Linked DNA regions of Mustela erminea: region 1 is linked to region 2. A link is a contact called in public Hi-C data. All regions are on one chromosome and are shown on one strand. The core of a region is the stretch at or near the end of the contact, and the rest is flanking DNA. Distances in the headings are between cores, read along the strand shown.

Region 1 (4,094 bases), core at 795-3,294, 250 kb before region 2:
TTAGGTACAAGAAAAAAATGACATTCTTAAGGACTGTGGTTTTAACCCGCTAACATGGATTTCATTTTTATGTTGCTTCTTCTACTGTTTCATGTCCGAAGCAGAAATTTAGTAAATTACTCAGGAACAGGGCCACAGGGACGCCTGGGTGCCTCGGTTGGTTAAGTGACTGCCTTCAGCTCAGGTCATGGTCCTGGAGTCCCGGGATCGAGCCCCGCATCGGACTCCTTGCTCGGCAGGGAGTCTGCTTCTCCCTCTGACCCTCCCCCTTCTCATGCTCTATCTCAAGTAAATAAATAAAATATTAAAAAAAAAAAAAAAAAGAACAGAGCCACAGAAACGTTTAACAATCTGAGGTTGACTTCTATTTGAGGCTGTCTTTTCCGAAATCATGTGGCCATCATACCAGCTGAGAGGGAGCAACGAAATGGTCATAGACGGTTTTAATTAGCACACTTTTGCACAACTTTCTACCCTAACAGCAGCCCTTCCCTCCATCCCACATTGGCTCTGACCTTATTATAAAGCTTGATGTTGGTGCCAGGAGTCGTGGAGCCAAAATGATATACCAAAGGGGCTTGGATAGAGAATCCCTCTTCAACATCTGCTGGCCGCTCAATGTAGAGGGCCCCCATGGTACCAGGGATGGAAACGGAGCCCTGGCCCACATCCAGCTCCACATAAGTGGGACGGCGGCCCAAACGCACTGCGTAGTTGAGCAGTAGACGACACACTGTGGACTTGCCCACATCAGTGGGGCCCACTACCATCACCCGGGGGCCTCGCTCTTCTTCCTTCTCCGCCTGCCTCCTCATCTGCTCCAAAGCTGTGTGAGTATTGAGATAAAGCAACATAGGTGTGTCCTTGGAGACATAAGCCACCTCGGTGCGGCCACTCAGCTGTAAAGAACAGCCATGCCAAGTGAAAACAGCCACCTTGGCACCAGCATCAAAGGTGAATTTCTTGTTTCGGGTCAGCTCTGTGCCAAAGATTTCTGCCATGCCGGCCAGCAGCTCCAACTGAACTGACTGAGATGCCTCCACCTCAAAGCGAAGTTCTGTTTCTCGCTCTAGTTCAAATTTAGTTGTTGGCTTCTTGTCATCGTTGGCCTCCTCTCCCATCTTTTCTGTGTAGCTGCTGTGCCTAGAACACAAATTAATTATCAGATCTAAACGGAAGTTACGACACTCTTCAAGATCCTCCCATGGATAGTTCCCCTTACCTTGCTTTATTTTTCTCCCTACGTGTCTCACTATGTGTTTGTTTATTGTCTGACTACCCCCGCCGGAATCTAAGGGTTGGGCAGTGTGGTGTGCTGCTGTATCTCCAGTATCTAGAATAGGGCTTGACAACCCGAAGGCACTTCATAAATTCACCGAGTGAATAAATGATTCAGACATAAAATTATTTGTACACATTGACCTAAGACTTGATTATATCACCTCCATAGCTCCTTTCGTCACTCTACGGGGATACTCCACTTGAGAGGGCAACAAATGTCCACTCCCCAACTCTCTTAATCAACAAGAAAGGGCGTCTGCAATCTGGATGCAAAGCAGAAAATACTGAGTTTGGACTTAGAAAAGAGCAGTAACGCCCCGCTCAGCAACTGCCAAGTACCGTCGTTAGACAAATCACCTTATCTCTCTAGACCTCTTCCTCGGCTGTCAACTGGAGGCACTTAGGCTTCCTCTTACAAAGCGTTGTTCCGGGCACTGCCGAAGGGAAAAAATTACTCCGTCGTCTAGAAATCGCCGAGAAATAGTGAAGAATGATCTCCGACCGCGAGCCGCAGCTCTAAGTCCAGGATCTGTCCCGGGACCCACAGACGCCGAAATCCGTCCTGGCCCTAAGGGGGCGACGGTTGCATTCCCGAGCCTATTATCTCACCTGCGCAGCCACAAACCCAAACCCGTAAATGGAAGAGCCCCGACGCCACCTAAACCCAACAGCACTCCACGCTGGCCCAGACCAACGCCGGAAACAGAGGCGGTTCCGCACTTGCGCAATGGAGAAGTCGCGGTCGCGTGATGCCTCTCGGGATGTGTAGTTTTGTCAGAATGACCTCAGGATGCTGTGCTCGCGCAGCCGCTCGGCCTTCTGGGAGTTGTAGTTAGGGGATTGTTTTGCTCGTGACGCCAAAGGTGGGCGGGGCGGCGGCCGTCATTGTTAGCGAAGCTGGCCAGCAGTGGGTAGGAGGCGTGGCGGTTACGCCCCGAGCGAGGCGGGGACCCGCCAAGGAGCCAATGGTTGCCGAGGCGCGGCTCTGTGCGGACTCTAGCGCCAGTGTTCCCGCTCACCTGCCGCGGGGAAAAGAGAGGGGCGGTGGAGAGGCCCTTGGGGGGTAGTGGGAAGGCGGGGGAGGAGGAGGGTGTTGGCGGGAGGGAAGGGGCTGGCTAGTTGGGCTCGCCATCTGGGTCCCACGACCATCTGCTTGCCTGGACCACAAGCCTGGCGGTGGGGGGAATCTGGGAGTAAGGGAAAGTGGAGGAAAACAGCCTGTGGGAGGCCAACCTGGGCTGTCATTCCCTCTCTGACACAGCGCTTGGCACCTAGAGGGCATTAAAAAATTTTTTTAAAAGAATAAATTTTTTCCAACAACAAGAATTTCTTCCAACAATGTCTCTCCTCTTGAGAGGGAATTTCTGTTGGTGACTCGTTTCCCCTCCCTGAATTCCTGACAGTTCTACAAAGCCAATCATTTATTCCACAGGCAACAGTTTGGGCCACATCTATAATCCTCAGGAGCTTGGGCTTTGGAATCTTATGCTCTGCTTTGCCACGTTCTTGCTGTGTGACTTTGGGCAAATCAGGCATAAATGCTCTGAGACCCAGTTTCTGGTCTGTAAACAGGGATAATAACAGTACCCAACCTCTTAAAGTTGTTTTAAAGATTGAATGGGATGATACTGTAAAGTACTAAGCACAGTGTAACAGGGCATCTGATATTAGCTTTCAAGTTTTTATTTTAGGCTGAGGAGGGGGAGCTCTAATAATGCCATCCATTTGTACAATAGTTTAAAATTTTCAAAGCCTTTTCCAGTATCTTCTCTCACAGCCAACCTATAAAGTCAGTTTTATTATCTCCAATTTCAGATGAGGAAGGAGACTAAGGTAGGTGAAGGGACTTGCCCAAGTTAGGGCTCAAGCCCAGGATTTGGGATTCTGAGTCCAGTTACTATAGGAGCAAACACATAGTGTTAGATGCCAGGTACAGTCTCTGAGTTTTACAGGTGTAAATTCATTTAATCCTCACAGGAGTCCTATGAAGCACATACCATAATTAACACCCCCCAGTTCAGGGATGAGTAACTTCCTTTAGTCCAACTCCCATGGTTACTCGAAGCCTGGGACGATTATTTTCTGGGTTGCCTCTTTCACACCAACCCTGCCTTAGCACTCATTCTGTCTGAGTGCCATCCTCACTTCCCAAGGCTTATTCCTTAATGGTTTGCTTGAATTCATTCATTCACCACACATGCATTAGTTCTCCAGTGAACTTCCAGGTATCCCATAACTTTTCACCACTCTTCAAAAATTCAGTTCCAGGCTTCTATTTGCAAATTCTCTTCCGGAATAAGCTCAGCCTCTCCTCTTTCCCTGCAGTCTATTTCCCAGATCTGTTTCTTCGCCTCCACACTCTGTCCCTCGAGGCAGTTTCTCCCAATTATCTGAAGGTCATATTTATTTGGCTTATTTATATATCCATCTCAAGCTGAACTTAGGGAAAAGAAAGTCTCCTTGCCTTTAGATTATCTCCATTTCACTCCCCCCTGCCCCCCCTTTTTTAAAGTAATCTCTGCCCCCCATTGTGGGGCTCTGACTCACGACTCCCTTCCCCCACCCAGATCAAGAGTCACATGTTCCACCTACTGAGCCAGCCAGGCCCCCTCCAATTCACTCCTTAAACAGAATGAGGACACAACATTTACAGCATGCATGCTTGCCTACATTCTCTCTTCTTCCTTGTCATCTTTCACCAAGCGTTCCTGCCATCTCCACTCCCACCCCCAAAGAATACTGTCCTCATACGTCTTTTTCATTCTCCTCTCCAGTTAAACCCTTGATCATTTTCTTCCTGAGTTAATTGGAAT
Region 2 (4,080 bases), core at 951-3,450:
TCCCCTTTCCTGTGCTCCCTCATCTTTGTGAGACCCCAAAGCTTTGGCTGAGGAGACTGGGAAGATGTGAGGGTGGTTTGTTCTCTGGGGGAGCAGGGAAGAAGGGAGAGGGGAGATGGTCACTTGGGACCTCTCCTGGTGGAGGCTGGCACCAGGGCAAGGATTCCAGTCCTTGGGGTGTGTGCCTAGAAACCACTCTCTGACTCCAGAGGATTTACTGGGGAAAGGAACTAATGTGGGGACCAGATCCCTGATGGGGGTGGCAGAATCCAGTCCTTGGACTCCAGGGTAGAGACTGTTTCCTCGAAGAGAGGAGAAGGTCAGGCAGCTGGACAGCAACCCTGACGGGACACCCGGCAGCCCTCCCCTGCTAGGACCCAAAGGGCCCCAGGACTCACCCCACGAAGTAGGAGATGATCAAAAGCTGGACTGCCCGGTTGATGACCCCAATGGTCCAGCTCTTCACAACCACTGACTTGGTGGTCTCGTAGGTGAAGAAATCTGACACGCAGTTCATGCTGAAAGAGCACTCAGGGGTCACTCAGAAGGGACCCAATGGTGGCCTCAGGAGGGACAGGGAGACAGAGATCAAAGCCTGGAGGGGACAGCTTGGAGGAGGCTTGAGGAATGGGGAGCCTGTTCTTTTAAGTCAGGCAACCCTTGCTCAGTGCCCAGGCTCTCTCTACCCTTGGCACTCTGGGCTGTCAAGAGTCCAAGGCCAGGGCGGGGGACCCCCTTTTTGTTCGTCTCCACCCCACTTCCCTGTGATGTCACGGCAGGGGTGGGGTCTCCAATCCCCGGCTCCTGATTGCCTGGGATGCAACCGGCTAGGGCCCTCTGGGAGTCATGTTTTATCTGCACTCTGTCTACCCTTTCTGTTCCGTTCTCTTATGCTGCATCTCCATCCCGGCTCACCAGCGGCTTTCATGCTCTCCTTAAAAGCCCTTGCAATGCCCCAGCTTTGTTTTCCTGGGAGTTTACTTCTCTGAATCTTTCGTTTGAGAACATGCTCCTGGAAGGCTGGGGCTGTTTCTGTCTTGTTTCCTAGTTTCCTCAAATCCTAGAATTGAGTGGGAGCTCAATCCCTAGTTACTGAATCCGGGTGAATGCATGTTACGGGCCGGTGCTAGAACAGCTAATTCCCAGAGGTTGAAGTGCTGAGGTCAGGGAGCAGCACAGCCTTCCGGCCGGCCGCCTCTTATCCCAGGGCTCAGTTAGCAAGCGGGTATAACTAAGTCAGATTGTCAGGGAAGTCTTGAATTTAAATATTCTGTCCTAGGGGCGCCTGGGTGGCTCAGTCAGTTAAGAATCTGCCTTTGGCTGGGGTCTTGACCGCAGAGTCCTGGGCTGGAGCCCCGCCTGGGGCTCTCCGCTCTGTGGGAAGCCTGCGTCTCCCCCTGCCTCTGCCTGCTGCTCCCCCTGCTTGTGCTCTGTCAAATAAAGAAATAAACTCTTAAAAAAAAAAAAAAAGTTCTGCTCTAATGTCTTCACGCAGGACAGGTACCATCCATCGTTCTGGATGCGGATCGCCGTGGTTAGGACAGAGAACTGGGGGAGGAGGGCGGCAAGGAGACTTGGGGCCCTGGGCACATCCTCTTTGGGCCTCTGTTTTCCCATCTGCAAAGGCAGGTTGGGGCGGACACCCTCAAACACCTCTCCTGGGCGGGCCTCCAGGTTTCGAATCCGGGCGGGCTCTGAGGGCACCGCCTCGAGCGCGGGAACCTGACCCCGCCATCCGCCAGCTTCCTCCAGGCCTCCCCGACCCCGCGGTTTCCGAAGTGAAGTGTCTGGGCGCCGGGGCGACTAGGACAGTCACCGTGACGCCGGCACCCCGCGTGCGGGCGGCTCGTGTCTCTCCGCAGCGCGCGATGTTTGTCTTCTCGCCCCCACAGACTCCTTTCCACTACCCCACAGGGGCCACCCCGGTGCAGGGCGGCCTGGGAGAGACACGCGCACGCGTCCGTGGGAAGCCCGACAAGAGAGAACTACAGCATTTCTCTCCAGAACCTAGTCCTCCACTGGAGAGGGGTAATTTTTGAAGCAGCCCTCCACCCTCCCATCTTCTCCTCAGGTGCCACGCGGTGCGAGTTGAATCACAGCTCGCCTTCCCTCAGGTCCTCCTGGGCGGTTGACGCTCTAGGAGGCCGCCTCGTAGGCGGGCCGGGCTCGTGACTCTCTAGCCGGCTCACCGTCTCTGTGGTCCGTGCACGGCTTCCGGTGGCGGGACGCGGGGCCGCGCACGCGGGAAAAGCTTCCCCAGCGTCCCCCCCCATCCCCCTTGTCCCCGCCCCCCCTCCCGCGTCCCCCAGCGCGCCCACCGCCCGCACCTGGGCCGTCGCGAGGCTGCAGCTTGAGGAGGTGGGTGGTCGCCGGCCCTGTGCCCCGAGAGGGCGCGGGCCCTGCTCCCCCCGCGGGATCCTCAAGATGGACCGTTCCGCGTTCGAATCCACGGGCAGCGGGCGAATCCATTTTAGGGGGCGGGGGAAGCCGCGGGTCCAGGGCCGCGGCGCGGTGGGAGTGCTGGGAGGGAAGCCTTGCACTCGGAGCTGGGTCGGGGCGCGGCTGAGGGTCAGGCCCCGGGGTTCTGCTGCCCGTTGCCATGGCGCCCGGTGGAGCGCCCCGAGCCGGTGTCGGGTCCCGCTGTAAGCGCTCCTCCAAGCCGGGTTCTCCAGCCCCTGCTGGGCCTGACTTCTTGAGGTCTGCGGGGCCCGCTGTAGGTTTCCAGGCAGAGGAGATTCTGAGACATCCCAGGCTCCGCCAGGGCTTGCCACCTGGCTCCATCCGTGGGCCGAGTGAGATGTTCTCTCTGATGTTTGTCTAGCCCCCTCTTAAATTCAGATTCCCAACGTGCTGAGTGCCCGCACACCCACCCAGGAGTTGGGGCCCTGCTCCCAATCGAGGTCAACAGGGGCAGATCAGTATGGCGGAAACACTGGAGTTCAACGACGTCTATCAGGAGGTGAAAGGCTCCATGGTAAGAAGGATCTTGGCTTTTAGTAAAGGCTGAGAGAGGGAAGGCGGAGTGGACCATTCGCCCATTAGGAAGAGCTTGCTTTGATGATGTTGCTATTTTAGAAAAGGAGCGGGAGGGTAATGTGTAGTTGGTGTTTCCCCCAACAAAGGGCAGTGCATACAGATCTTCCTGCCCCTCCAACGGGGTTACATCGCCAAAAACTCATCGTGAATTGAAAATACTGTTTAAGTCCAAAACGTATTTAAAACATCTAACCCGATGAGCATCGTAGGTTAGCTTAGCCTTAAACAGGTTCACAATGTTTTCATCGGTGTACAGTTGGGCAACACCATCAAACACAAAGTCTACTTTATAACAAAGTTTGAACATCTCATGTAATTTGTTAAATAGTGTCCTGAAACAGTGAAACAGAACGGGTAGAGAAGGGTGGTATGCGTATTGGTTGTTGACTCTGGTGATCAGCCCTGGTGATTGTGTGGCTGACTCGGAGCTTGTGGCTCCGTGCCACCGCCCAGCATCAGGGGACGATTGTACCACCTGTTGCTAGCTTGGGAAAAGATAACAGATTCAAAACTCAAATTATGGTTTCTGTTAAATGTGTATCATTTTCACACCTTCATAGAATTGAAAAATTCTAAGTTGAGCCATGGTAACTCAAAAAGCGTCTGTATAGGCGTTCTAGGATTGCAGTTTGAAAGGGACCTTTCGTGGGGCTCTGTCCCAAGGGCAGACTAGGACCTGCAGGGATTTTGGATGCCCGGGTTTGGTTTTAGGATCCAGATTTCCTGGTAGCTTGTCTCTTCTTCCTCACCCTCCTCCTGCATCTGTTGGTCCTGCATCAGGGTCTGGCCAGCCCAGTTGTAGGCGTTGTGCCCTGGACACAGTGTGTATTGTAACCTTGCATTTGGGCCTGTTTTCCCAACAGAACGATGGCCGGCTGAGGTTGAGCCGCCAGGGTATCATTTTCAAGAATAGTAAGACGGGCAAAGTGGACAATATCCAGGCCGGCGAGTTGACTGAAGGCATCTGGCGCCGTGTCGCCCTGGGCCACGGACTTAAACTGCTTACGAAGAATGGCCATGTCTACAAGTATGACGGCTTCCGAG

Evidence for each region. Hi-C and Micro-C count contacts between places; a contact is called where the count stands out from the background.
Region 1: a contact with region 2 is called in a Hi-C map of fibroblasts, with 5 times the contacts expected there. The contact joins the promoter of CLP1 here to the promoter of SSRP1 in region 2. A contact is called at or near these places in 2 of 3 Hi-C or Micro-C datasets (fibroblasts and skeletal muscle).

The regions. Positions count from the first base shown.
Region 1 is chr9:101,380,948-101,385,041 of mMusErm1.Pri, reverse strand. It overlaps CLP1 (polyribonucleotide 5'-hydroxyl-kinase Clp1), which reads right to left and starts at 2,044. Exons shown (of 3, transcript XM_032359103.1): 1 at 1,891-2,044; 2 at 516-1,143. The coding sequence starts at 1,121.
Region 2 is chr9:101,126,520-101,130,599 of mMusErm1.Pri, reverse strand. It overlaps SSRP1 (FACT complex subunit SSRP1), which reads left to right and starts at 2,200. Exons shown (of 17, transcript XM_032356520.1): 1 at 2,200-2,358; 2 at 2,839-2,974; 3 at 3,900-4,080. The coding sequence starts at 2,921. It overlaps P2RX3 (P2X purinoceptor 3), which reads right to left and starts at 1,314. Exons shown (of 12, transcript XM_032359012.1): 1 at 399-1,314. The coding sequence starts at 517.